Regions from separate parts of the Mus musculus genome. Here all the other regions are linked to region 4. The links are chromatin contacts, called in public HiChIP or PLAC-seq maps. All regions are on one chromosome and are shown on one strand. Each heading gives the region's core, a stretch centred on a gene start, on an enhancer-like site or on the middle of the called end of the contact. The rest is flanking DNA. Distances are from core to core; before and after follow the strand shown. Region 1 has its middle 54 kb from the start of Gm52717. Region 2 has its middle 19 kb from the start of n-TGccc3. Region 3 overlaps Gm42266 (a long non-coding RNA gene). Region 4 overlaps Bach2 (BTB and CNC homology, basic leucine zipper transcription factor 2).

Region 1 (2,700 bases), core at 1-2,500, 420 kb after region 4:
GGTTTTCTCCAGTTACATTATTTTGGCTTGTTGTAAATTGTCTTTATTATATCATGATGGCTTGAGATTCTCTAGGGCTTTTATCATGAAAGGATGTTAGGTTTTGTCAAAGGCCTTATTTGCACCTAATGATTATGTAGTTTCTGACCTCAAGTCCGTTTACACGGTAGATTACATTTCTGATTAATAAATATAATGGTTCAATTGTGTTGATGCATGCCTTACACTCTGGCACGGAGCCAATTTGATCAGAGGAGGTAAGGCACAGATCTTTTTATGTTCTTGAATTCAGTTTGCAAGTATTTTGTTGGGAATTTTTGTGTCTATGTTCATCACAGTTATAAACCAATAGTTTTCTTTTTGTTGGGTCTTTGTAGCACTTGGTATCAGGATAATATTGGTGTTGTAAGAAAGAATTTAGAAACGTTTCCTCTTCTTCTATTTTACAAAATATTTCTAAGAGTATTGGTGTTAGCTCTTCTCTGGAGGCCTGGTAGGACGCTGTGCTGTATACCTCTGATCCCAGGCTATTTTTAGTTGGGAAATTTTCAATTACTGTTTCTATCTCATTTGTCTGTATGGCTCCATTTAAATTACTAACCTCATCTTGAAACCAATCTGTTTCTTTGAAATTTTCTGGTTTAGCAGGATATAGACCTTCGCAGTATGCCCTCAGGATTCTCTGAGTTTCTTCAGTATCTGTTGTAATGTTTTCTTTTTTGTCTCTGATTTTAATAATTTGGTTCCCCTCTTTCTTTCATTTGCTTACTTTGGTCTAAAGCTTGCTTATCTTGTCAATCCTCTCAAAGAAGCAGCTCTTCCTTCCATTGATTCTTTGTATTAGTTTTCACTTCTAGTTAATTAATTTCAGTCCTCACTTTTATTATCTCTCCTCATGCACTCTTTTCTGGTGTTATTTGGTTTTGTTTTTCCAGGGCTTTCAGGTGCAATATAAAGCTATTAATATGAGATCTTCCAGGTTTTTAATGTAGGCATAAAGTGCTATAAACTTAACTCTCAGGACTGCCTTTCCTGTGTCTCCAGAACTGGTTTCTGTATAATCTCCAGGATTTTTTATAAGAAATCATGTTGTTTTGTTTTGTGTTAAGGTACTATGGTTTGAATGTAGCTACTTAAGCCTGTGGGGCTGTTCCCTCTTAGAGAAGCGAGCTATTTTAAACCCACGCACCCACTTGGGAATTGGTGCTTTTAGGAAGCTATCATCTCCTCTCACAGAAGTGCTGCTGAGAGGGAATGTGGGAGAAGCCAGCCCTCCGCAGGGTGAGAGCTGGGCTGAATGGATGACAGAGTGGCTGCTTTGCTGTCAGGTTTGCCGGATACCTCCCCTCCTGCCTTTAAGAAGCATGCTCTCTTTCCCCCACTTTGTGAGTCTGCCAGACTGATTAATAAAACAAGATAATTCTGGATACAAGTCTGTGCAAAACAGCAGAGTATAAAGGAGCTAATGAGAGGCCCTTGGATGGACGTCATTGTCTTTCACAAAGCATCTTTTGGTCCCATTGTTTTCAGCTAAGACTTCCTGCAAAACAACAGGCTTGGCTGCTGCAGTATGGGCTGCCTGACTCTGGGAGGGCTGACAGTTATCACACCTTCTCCTGCAGGGCTGGGCTGGCCTTCAATCATTCCTTCCCCTCAGTTTCTGTGCAGTAAGTGTGACGATTGGAACTATTACCTGACTCTCCTACTGTGAAATCCAGTAGCAATCAGAGGGATTAAAACTACACTGTGATCAACTGCAGAGACTCCTGCCTCTAATGAGTTTGGACTGAATATGGTGAGTCCAGGTCACAGAATCCATTCAAATTGGGTGGCTCCATAAAACCTGGAGGCTCTTCTGAGGATACTACAACATAGGTGAAACAAAACAAGAGCCAACTCTAAATACAGTTGGAACACAAAAGCTAATTAATCACATTTCTGCCGCACGAAAATATCAAACTACATTTTGGAAGATATTTTCATCCTGTTACTGATTTGCATGCATCACATACATTCTTCTATTTAAAGCTCTGCTGATATGGACATGGAGGAATAGAACTGCAAAAGATGGACCATTTGTCTTCGTTAATGTAGCTGTCAATATATGGAGGGCCTGGATTATGGTGGTTGCAAGTCACTGCTTCCCATAGTCTTCATTATATTCTTGGAAATTCCACGTTAGTAAAAACAAGGTGATGATATTCTAATACATATGTGTGTGTGTTGTATGTGCACATGTTTATGCAGGTATACACATACTTGTATGGATGACATAAGAGATTGAGAAGGAAGGCAGATAGAACTCCAAATAGCTGTTCTTAGCATCCTCGAACTTCAACTGTTTAATTCATACATAACATGTAAGTCAGAATCTGCCAGTAGGTGAGTGCTCAAAACCTCTTATCTCTCTTTAATGCTTAGTATTGCTTGCCAACCTGGTGGGATGTAGGATCACCATGGAAACAAACCTCTGGGCATGTCTGTGATGGAGTTTCTAGACTGAGTTAAATAAAGCAAGAAGACCCACACACACTAAATGTAGACAATACCATTCCATGTGGTCCTTGTGCTGTGGGGTAATCACCAGAGAAGACTACTTGGACGTGGGTTTAAACCAATAGAAAATCTTTATTAGCTGGCTGGTGCCTACACTGGAAACTCTGGATTCCAGTGCAGTCCAGGCGTTTCTCAAGGTGAGCT
Region 2 (2,700 bases), core at 76-2,575, 320 kb after region 4:
GTACTATTCAGCATGCTTTAATATGATTTATACATACACTACACGGCATAAGTAATTCATTACACCCTTCACAGTACATTTCCTGGGCCCAGAAGCTCATGGCTGCCACTATTTCATCGCCTAATCAGGCTGTCTAATGGAGAGAGTCTGGGACCAGGAGTGCCAGTCTCTCAGCCCACACTGATCCAACAACTCAAGGTAAGTGCTGCTCTGGAGTGGGACATGTGCGCACGCAAGAGCAGGTAGATAGCGCCTTGCACATCCAACCTCGAAGAAGGCACCTGGACAGCTACTTTAAAGCTGTAAATGGCTTTGAAGTCTGGGACTACACTGGCATGGTAACTGTCATTCCGGGATTTATCTGTCTTTGGAAACAGCACCTAGGAAAGGTCGTTTCAACATGGCAATGGTCCATTGCTGAGCGTCTGGACATGGGGTCTTCATGAACAGCACCAGCTCAAAAAAAAAAATTCCATGCTGGCTATTTCTGCTTGCAAAGTGTGGATTTACTGAAAGGCAGAGGCGCTGATCTTTGGATTTTATGTCCTTTTCAGAAGAAACATCCCACTGACACTTGGGAGTCAGGAGTGGGGGGGTGGGGGCTTCCAAGGAGTAGACCTAACTTCAGTGAGGCCCAGGGCCTTGTGCAAATGGAGTCTCTCATAGCTTATGTTTAAATATTTAGATGGTATAGATCAAGCTAACAGACTGTTAAATAAAATATGTCCTAGCCTCTTACCTTGACAAATGTATCTTCATGATAACCTCGAAGGCTGGGTTTGAAGTTTGGTTTCCCTCTGAAGATTCCCCAAGTTTAAGCCATGTTTACTTCCCTGGCAATTTGATAGAGGCCAGTGATGGTATCCAGACTGGAATCTGGGCACGCTTTTCGAGGCGTGCTTCAAACTCGGAACTTAGGCTCGGATAGTGGAAGCCTTTAAAACAGCCTTGGCAGGCTTTGATTCCCCAGCAATCCACATTTTAGCCTGGTATCAAGTCTTCAGGGAAAATGATACTGTCTGAGAAGCAAAATGTGCAGATTTTGTACACACATTTTATTTTTTGCTTAACACATAAACCATTACTTGGGGTTCAAAGGATTCCTATTGGTCAATCAGACACAGAACAAAACAATGTCTATGTGACTGTGTGTACCTTAGGCAGTCTGTTTTATAGCTGTTTTTTTTTTTTAATTTTTGCTTGGGTATAGGATTCTTGCTCATCGAGACTCCACTCTCTTTGTTAAAATGTAGAATGCATATTGGGCAAATGCTGCAGGGCAATTTGCATAAAAAGTGATGACAAAGAGCAATTAGTACTTGGTTATTATGCAGTGAAATGCTGCTCTGTTCAGAAGTGGCTCCAGCCCCCCTCCTATAAACCTGGTACAGCATTGTTCTAAAAATAGTCCTAAAGAAACCTCTGCTTATAAATCAGCATCTTTGACTTTCCACTAGCAATCTGGGGTGGGGGGAATCAAAGCACTAAATAAAGTTATTACCCCAGCTCTTTATACCAGGGAACCAGCCCGAGAACGCTGTTAGATAAGGCGGTCAGAAGATTTTTTAGCGTCTCCTTAAGTTAGAGCCATATCTTATTTGATCCTTTGTGATCAGCTTTGAAAGTACGCTGATGCTAACATTCCTTCCTCCTAACACACATGCTCACACACACTCAGAAACGGGTCGTGGCCACACACACAGCTACACCACACACAAGAGTCCCGAGGTAGCTCTACTGAGGAAGGCTTGATTTGTGAGTACAGACTTCATTACCATGAAAACCCTTTAGGGTAAAAATGAGCTGCATCCAGGAAGCCAAGAAGGGAAGCAAGCTGGAAATGTTTGCCCCATCACCTGTGTTATCAGGCTTGTCCTTGCCAGGGAATGAATGGTCTTTTTATTTTTTCTCTTGTGGAACCAACATATCATATAAAACTTAAGCTTCAAGTGTGTCCGCTGTGTGTGTGTGTGTGTACCTTAGGCAGTCTATTTTATAGCTGATGGGGTTTTTTGCTTGCTTTTTATTTTGTTTATTATTTTTGATAACTGAGTCATGAGATATTCATAGGATGAGAAGGAAAACACAGGAAACTACCATTCTTTGGAGATAACCAAACCTTTGGGGGAAGAAAAAAAAAAGAGTGCAGAGATGGCTAGATTACAACTTTTTTCTTTGACTATCAAAAACAAGCTTGGTGGAAAAGATAAGGGCAGGGTGGTGGTGGAGGCTTGGGCGAACACTACCTTATTCTTGATCCCCAACCCCATTTGATCCTCTGTGGGGATCCTCCACAGCAGGGTTTCACAGTGGCTGACCCAAACTAGTTTGGCCAGCATTCTGATGGATCTACTGTTGAGAGGTTGGGTTGGTCCAAGGGGGTTGGGTTTACTGCAGTCTCAGCTTAGAAGCTTACGGCCACATCCACATCCCGAGGACAACGCAGTAAAAGCAGACCTTGCACAGTGCTTTCTCAGCAAAAGCAGCAGGATAGCTCAGCATCCTTCACTGGGCCCAAGTCAGATGTGTTGTGTCTCATTTTTGTTCTCTGCGAGAAGACTAAAGTTGCATAGCCTGTAGCGCCCTTTCAGCAATGTGTTCTCTAACTTGGGGTTTAGTGTATGGTTGCTTTGCACACTGCCACAAATCCATTATTCATACACTTTTCTATTAATTTTTAATGCCTCTAAGTTCCTACTT
Region 3 (2,759 bases), core at 39-2,538, 360 kb after region 4:
ATATTCATTAAAATGGTTTTAAAACCCACAACACAGAACCCAAAGCACTTACTTAGTTCACCCTGACCATGGTAGTCTCTCTCTGGAGTATACTGTCCTTTCCTTAGCTATCTGTCTGGGCTGACTTCTTCATTCAATAACATAAGAAGCAAAAACCTTTGCTCGGTAACAACAGACCGACCCTTTTCCTGCTCCTTTTCCATTTCTTCCAACTTGTGCTTACGATGTATTATTAAGAATATCACCCAAAGCTTAGAGACAAGGCGAGATGTCTACAGGCCACTCAAGATTGCTCTCAAGTATTAGTTAGCAAGCTAACCTGAGATTCAGCTGAAGACCAGAGGAAGGAAACACCGACTTCCTAAATTTACTACCAAGGAAGCTGAGGTGCCGAGAGGTTAACACTCAAGTCGTGAACAGTGAGCAGTGGAGTTGACTTTAGAGGCCAGAGCCAAGTGCTTGCCGACCACTTTCCTGCACTCCTTCCCACTGACAGCGACCTTCATCACTGAACTTACCCATCAGCCAAGTGAGGAAGTTGGAAGGAATACCGTTACCCACTGCTAGCTGTAGCGCCTGCAGATAACGTTTTCTGTTAAAGGGAAGGGCAACTGTGTGACATCTCAGGGCGCACAGAAACCAATCCCAGGGGCCGCCCCAGTTCAATGAGGCTCATCCAGAATGCAGTGGCAGCTGACCTCAGGGAGAGTTTTGCTCTCACTGGAGACCTTGGTCTGCAAGACCTCAGGTGGACACTGCTTAATCCGTGGCTAGGTCTCCTGGGTTAACAAATGCTGTTTTCGGGAGATAATGGCTGAGTATTCTATTGACTTGCCTGTGCTCTTTCTCTTTGATAAGGGAGGAGGGCAAGTTCTGGGAGAGGTGTGGCTGAGGGGGTGGGGGAGGGGGAGGGGCCGGTCCATACACTGTAGCATTTGCGACAGGAGGGCTTAGCACTTCCTCCTGCAGCAACTTGACCTTCTGCAGCCCAGACAATGCTTGCTCGCTCCTTTAGATTTTTCTTTTTTTTTTTTTCTTGCTCATTTACCACAGCTGTTTGTTGTTTTCTTAAATGCTAAGCTTTTTATAGCTCTTCAGTTACTTATAAAAAGTATCAGTTATTCAGGCCATATGAGCACCATCTCAGTGCTGGTCTAATGAGCAGCCAGAACACTGAAGGCCTATTTCTGTCACTTCTATTTTTTCACGGCCTCCTGCCCCCTCTCCTGACTCTCACGACTTCCCTCTTTGGACTCGTGTGACTTCAGGATTTGGAATTCACTAAAGTGTTGGTCTTTGCTGTTTAGGAATAACTCGTCAGTGACTCACCTCTTAGTCTGTTTTTGGCTCTCCACTGTTAAATGGGGAATGGGGACCTCACCCTGCAAGCCACAGCTGCTTTCAGAGCTGTTGAGGGTCTCACACCTGCACGAGTGCACCTGTGTGCTCTAATGGTTGTCAAATTCCCACTAAGGATCTCACTAAACAAGTGATAACTTTCCAGTCCGCATCCTCTATGGAGAAGAGTGAGGGCTGGCCGCACGGCGAATCCTGGTAGGATCAGAGGAAGAAGCCTGGGAAAGGGTACAATCAAGAAAGGGGGGTTGTATATTTGAGGGAACTAGGCGATCTCTCTGGCTCTTGGGCGGGGTTTTTTTTCTTTTTTCTTTCTTTTTTTTTTTTTTTTTACAGTGATATCTGTGTGTTGTGCACACATTCTGTAACTGCTTCTTGTGATGAACATACATCTTTGGGGAAAATATTATGCACTTACTGGAAGATGACATCATTGTGAACAACATGGAGAGGACCCCTAGAAAAGCCAGAGTGTCCTGTAGGGACTCTGCCTAGCAACACCTGACCCACTATCTGGACTGAACATGATTAAGTCAGGGGTTTATTTTCAGGAAAAAAATATCCTCAGACTTGTTTTCTTGGTCCTGAAGGAGTTGAAGTGTCCCTTTAGAAAAGAGGACAAGTTACCTACTGTATATGTGGGATGCTATTGTAGAAATGAGTCCTCACTAACATGTTTTGAGATAGAAATCAGACCTTATTACAATTATTAGCACTGTCTCTGTCTGTCTGTCTGTCTGTCTGTCTCCGTGTGTGTGTGTGTGTGCAGCATTCTGCTGTTGTTATGTACGTATTTAGTTTTCCAATGCTCAGCATTAAGTTAGTTTGCAGTTATGTGTCTACAGAATGATGCCTAATATCTACTGAGCACACTCTACAGATCCCATTCATCTTTAACTCCACAAGCTCTGTGGTGGTGGTGGTGGTTGCTATCGTTTTAATTTTACGTGTGATGATGTTGAGACCCACAACGTTCCTACATGTAACAGAGGCAGGGTGTGAGTTCAGATTGACTGAGTCCAGCCAGCACTTAATTTTTTCACACTGTATTTCAAACACTGTCATATAGTTGCCTTGCCTGCTCTTTGAGACCTGGAACAAGGGAGCACCTGGAAGACATGGGCATCACGTTGAAACACCCACCACGGGGTGATAGTTCTGTGAATAAACGTGTAACAACACAAATAAAGTAAGAACTTGCTGAGACAGCATGTACGCTCAGGGGTAGCTAGGGTTTGTTGTTCTTTAAGCAGAGCATATCACATCTGGTTCTGGCAGCAGTTTTGAGATGCTTTACAGACATGTGTTCTGAGGTCTGCCTTCTGTGTGTGCATCACCTGAGCGAGAGGCCAGACCTGTCGGGGCTTCTCAAGGCCTTCAGTTCCACTTCATTCAGAAAGTCA
Region 4 (2,700 bases), core at 73-2,572:
TAGAGAATGAGGCAGCCCTGCCCTTATCCTGCTCAAAGACTGTTTCTCACAGAGAAGAATGACATTGCAAACGAAGAATTCTTGTGAAAAATATCTTACTAGCATTTTTCAAGCGTATGAATTTACAAACATGTGTAGAAGAACAGCTGTTACTCTGAACCTAAATTCTGCCGTTACATTTGTATCACAGATGTGCTGTGCTCACAGACGAGTCTGAGCACTCCGATTGGCTGGATTGGCTTGATAAGTGCCCATTTCAATCACTAATGATGCTGACTCCGGTCCAGTGACTGACCTCGGCAAAACCCCCATCTCTTCATCTTCCCTTCTTATGAAAGTGCTGCGGCTCTGTCATGCAGTTTCTTTGCCTTTTCCTCATCAGAGAACAAGTCCTAGAGATAGTGTGAGGGTCCCAGGAAGAAGAATAGAGGCACATGGTAAAGCACTGTAGCATGTAAAAATGCTGTCTTACAAACAGGCTTATTTAATTTAAACCACAGAGCTGCCAGGCTCCCATTTCTTCCAGTGGAGCCTGTCTTTTCTTTTTTTTTTCTTTCACTACGCAGATCATTAGAATTTTACTCCTTGTTTCTCAACTCTCAGGGTATGCACAGTTATACCTTCTGAGTAGATGCACTATGTTCACCAGTATCGGAGCCACTAGCACCCGAGCCTGTCTTTTCTTGAGTTCATTATATATTGAGGTTACATTACGATTTACGTTTGGCTAAGTCACTGGTGAGATACAAGGCAGTTAAAAATATCACACAGCAGTGTCGGTAAATAGAGCAAAGTCACCGCGGCATTTGAAGAGGCAAAAAAAAGTCATCTCACTAAATGAGGATCCGAGCTGTCCTGCACCAAGGCTGTTACTAATAAATAAAAGGCCTCTGGGAAAAGTGCTGAGCAGACGCTGGCTCTATTTTCAGCTTGCGTCAGCAGCTGCCGCCCCTGGGATCACATCTCTACGCGCTCCACACCATATGTAATCACTGCGGCGCTGCAGCCAGGAAGACAATGAAAGAGCGTGGCATAAATCTATACTGAGTAGAATGCTAAATGAGAGAAATAGTACAGAAAGAGGGGGAATAAACCACATTTTCAAGTCATTAGGAAGAAAGACTTTGACATATGAAGTGCTGCAACCATTAATAGCACTTATCATATAGAGTGGAGACAAAGAGACAAATTAATCAAACTGACAGAATTGGGACGTTTTATGCTAATGCGGGCTCCTGGGTTTCAGTCTGTAGCCCCCGCCTGTGTCAGGAAAACTGATACCATTACAGGGCAGGAAACTGTACCAGCGGCATGCAACAGATCATAAAAATTCACCAGCAACTGCGGCAGCACTGCCAAGAGCTCTGTAGCAACGCTGATGGAGACCTCAACAGAGAAACCAGCAGCAAGCGATGAATGCAGATAAGCTGAAGAACATCTCCCATTCATGCATTGCAATTAAACACAGGCTTCTTGCTCATAATTATAGCGGGGAAACTGAAGTCTGTATCGCACCAGTGAAGGCTGCCCAGGCTGCGTTCAAGGCTACCCGCCCTCCACCAGAGCAAGCTCCACTATGACCTAAATTAACTGGCCCGGATTGCGGATGGCTTTAAAAACACGTAATGTAAACACAAAAGTATTAACATAAGACTTTAAAGGGAGGAGGGAAGGGGATAAATAGGTAGTTCAAATAAAATAGGTGAGCAGACTTTTCTCTGTATGCTTGTGTGGGTGGCACAGGGAAAAAGAACCAGTGACTGAATACATTTTTATAAAATACATGCTGTTCCTGACTTAGAAACAACTCCCAGCGTGAGAATAAGCTTGCTTCAAAGTGAATAGCAGGCGAGTGCCCAGGAAAGCTCCTGGGAGCCACTACCCTTTGTTCTCCAATTGTGAACTCCTGGGCGGTTGGTGGGGGTTCCACTAGCTCATTTATACCAATCTACAGAGATAAAGCACCGCTGCCCGGATACCCCATCTCTCCCCAGGGGGAGCTTGTGTGTCCCTGATACACAGACAGGCTATTTAGCTAGAATGCCAAAGATATCTCTCCATACAAAATAAGTATGTCCATAGTGTCAGGGGAGGCTGCAAAAGCGTATCAGAGCGCACACCGACGATGCCAGGTTTGTTGGCATTCTGGGTCTCTAGTCTTGGTGATCTGGTTTTGTTTCTTGTTTTTGTTTTTTTCCCTCTCATTCTCATTTAATGTACACAATACCTTTTCCTTTCTCCAGACTACTGCTATCATGTCTATGAACTTGACAATTTAATCAAATGGCTAACCTGTTACTTATTTTAGGTAATAGATTTGCTGACTAAAAAACACTGCAGCCACCAACAGAGAAATCAGGAATGGTGACTGAATAGTCTAAATGGGAAGACAGGGCAAACCCAGATTGTTCAATTGTAAGCCAATGCCATAGCTGCTGGGCCAACAAAACAGAGAGGGCGCTGCAGGGTAGTGGAGGGGCGCTTGACCCCAAACGGCCTCTTCTCCCATGCTGAAGCTGTTCCTATACTTTGATGTCTCCTTCGTTCACGGGCAGCATCCTTCTACTTCTCCTTTGTACTGTCGTGGCCTTTCACTTTACACAGGCTGAGACCTGGGCGCTTATTTTGAAAACCAAGCATTATTCATAAACTGCCTCCAAAGGGGGAAAAAAAAACCCAACCACAGTCTGTGTTCAGAAA

What was found. HiChIP or PLAC-seq counts read pairs in DNA pulled down with a chosen protein or histone mark.
Region 1: a contact with region 4 is called in an H3K4me3 HiChIP or PLAC-seq map of embryonic basal ganglia, with 3 times the contacts expected there. The contact joins two enhancer-like sites. A contact is called at or near these places in 2 of 484 Hi-C or Micro-C datasets (bone marrow-derived macrophages and embryonic stem cells), 6 of 115 datasets of contacts at active chromatin or transcription factors (embryonic basal ganglia, embryonic forebrain, embryonic hindbrain and 3 more) and 1 of 9 other capture datasets (embryonic stem cells).
Region 2: an H3K4me3 HiChIP or PLAC-seq map of embryonic basal ganglia shows a contact between it and region 4, with 4 times the contacts expected there. The contact joins two enhancer-like sites. A contact is called at or near these places in 3 of 484 Hi-C or Micro-C datasets (bone marrow-derived macrophages, epidermal suprabasal cells and uterus) and 9 of 115 datasets of contacts at active chromatin or transcription factors (bone marrow-derived macrophages, craniofacial prominence, embryonic basal ganglia and 6 more).
Region 3: an H3K4me3 HiChIP or PLAC-seq map of embryonic limb bud shows a contact between it and region 4, with 4 times the contacts expected there. The contact joins two enhancer-like sites. A contact is called at or near these places in 2 of 15 datasets of contacts at CTCF or cohesin (pro-B cells and stem cell-derived epiblast-like cells), 66 of 484 Hi-C or Micro-C datasets (the AML12 cell line, the C2C12 cell line, the HL-1 cell line and 40 more), 24 of 115 datasets of contacts at active chromatin or transcription factors (the 230-238 cell line, CD8 T cells, astrocytes and 17 more) and 1 of 9 other capture datasets (embryonic stem cells).

Annotation. Positions count from the first base shown.
Region 1 is chr4:32,105,626-32,108,325 of GRCm38.p6, reverse strand. No RefSeq gene overlaps it. Among named protein-coding and RNA genes, the nearest start is that of Gm52717, 54 kb to the left of the region's middle. Within about 2 kb of position 1,250, at least 35 of the 459 cell types and tissues checked have an H3K27ac peak or open chromatin away from gene starts, as enhancers often do. A contact at or near this core is called in embryonic basal ganglia, where this site is marked.
Region 2 is chr4:32,209,621-32,212,320 of GRCm38.p6, reverse strand. No RefSeq gene overlaps it. Among named protein-coding and RNA genes, the nearest start is that of n-TGccc3, 19 kb to the left of the region's middle. Within about 2 kb of position 1,325, at least 8 of the 459 cell types and tissues checked have an H3K27ac peak or open chromatin away from gene starts, as enhancers often do. A contact at or near this core is called in embryonic basal ganglia, where this site is marked.
Region 3 is chr4:32,168,735-32,171,493 of GRCm38.p6, reverse strand. The region is part of intron 1 of Gm42266 (a long non-coding RNA gene); the gene reads left to right. Among named protein-coding and RNA genes, the nearest start is that of Gm52717, 9.2 kb to the right of the region's middle. Within about 2 kb of position 1,288, at least 69 of the 459 cell types and tissues checked have an H3K27ac peak or open chromatin away from gene starts, as enhancers often do. A contact at or near this core is called in bone marrow-derived macrophages, embryonic fibroblasts and embryonic limb bud, where this site is marked.
Region 4 is chr4:32,529,848-32,532,547 of GRCm38.p6, reverse strand. The region is part of intron 2 of Bach2 (BTB and CNC homology, basic leucine zipper transcription factor 2); the gene reads right to left. Among named protein-coding and RNA genes, the nearest start is that of Bach2os, 40 kb to the left of the region's middle. RefSeq lists an enhancer at 1-2,152. Within about 2 kb of position 1,322, at least 128 of the 459 cell types and tissues checked have an H3K27ac peak or open chromatin away from gene starts, as enhancers often do. A contact at or near this core is called in bone marrow-derived macrophages, embryonic basal ganglia, embryonic fibroblasts and 1 more, where this site is marked.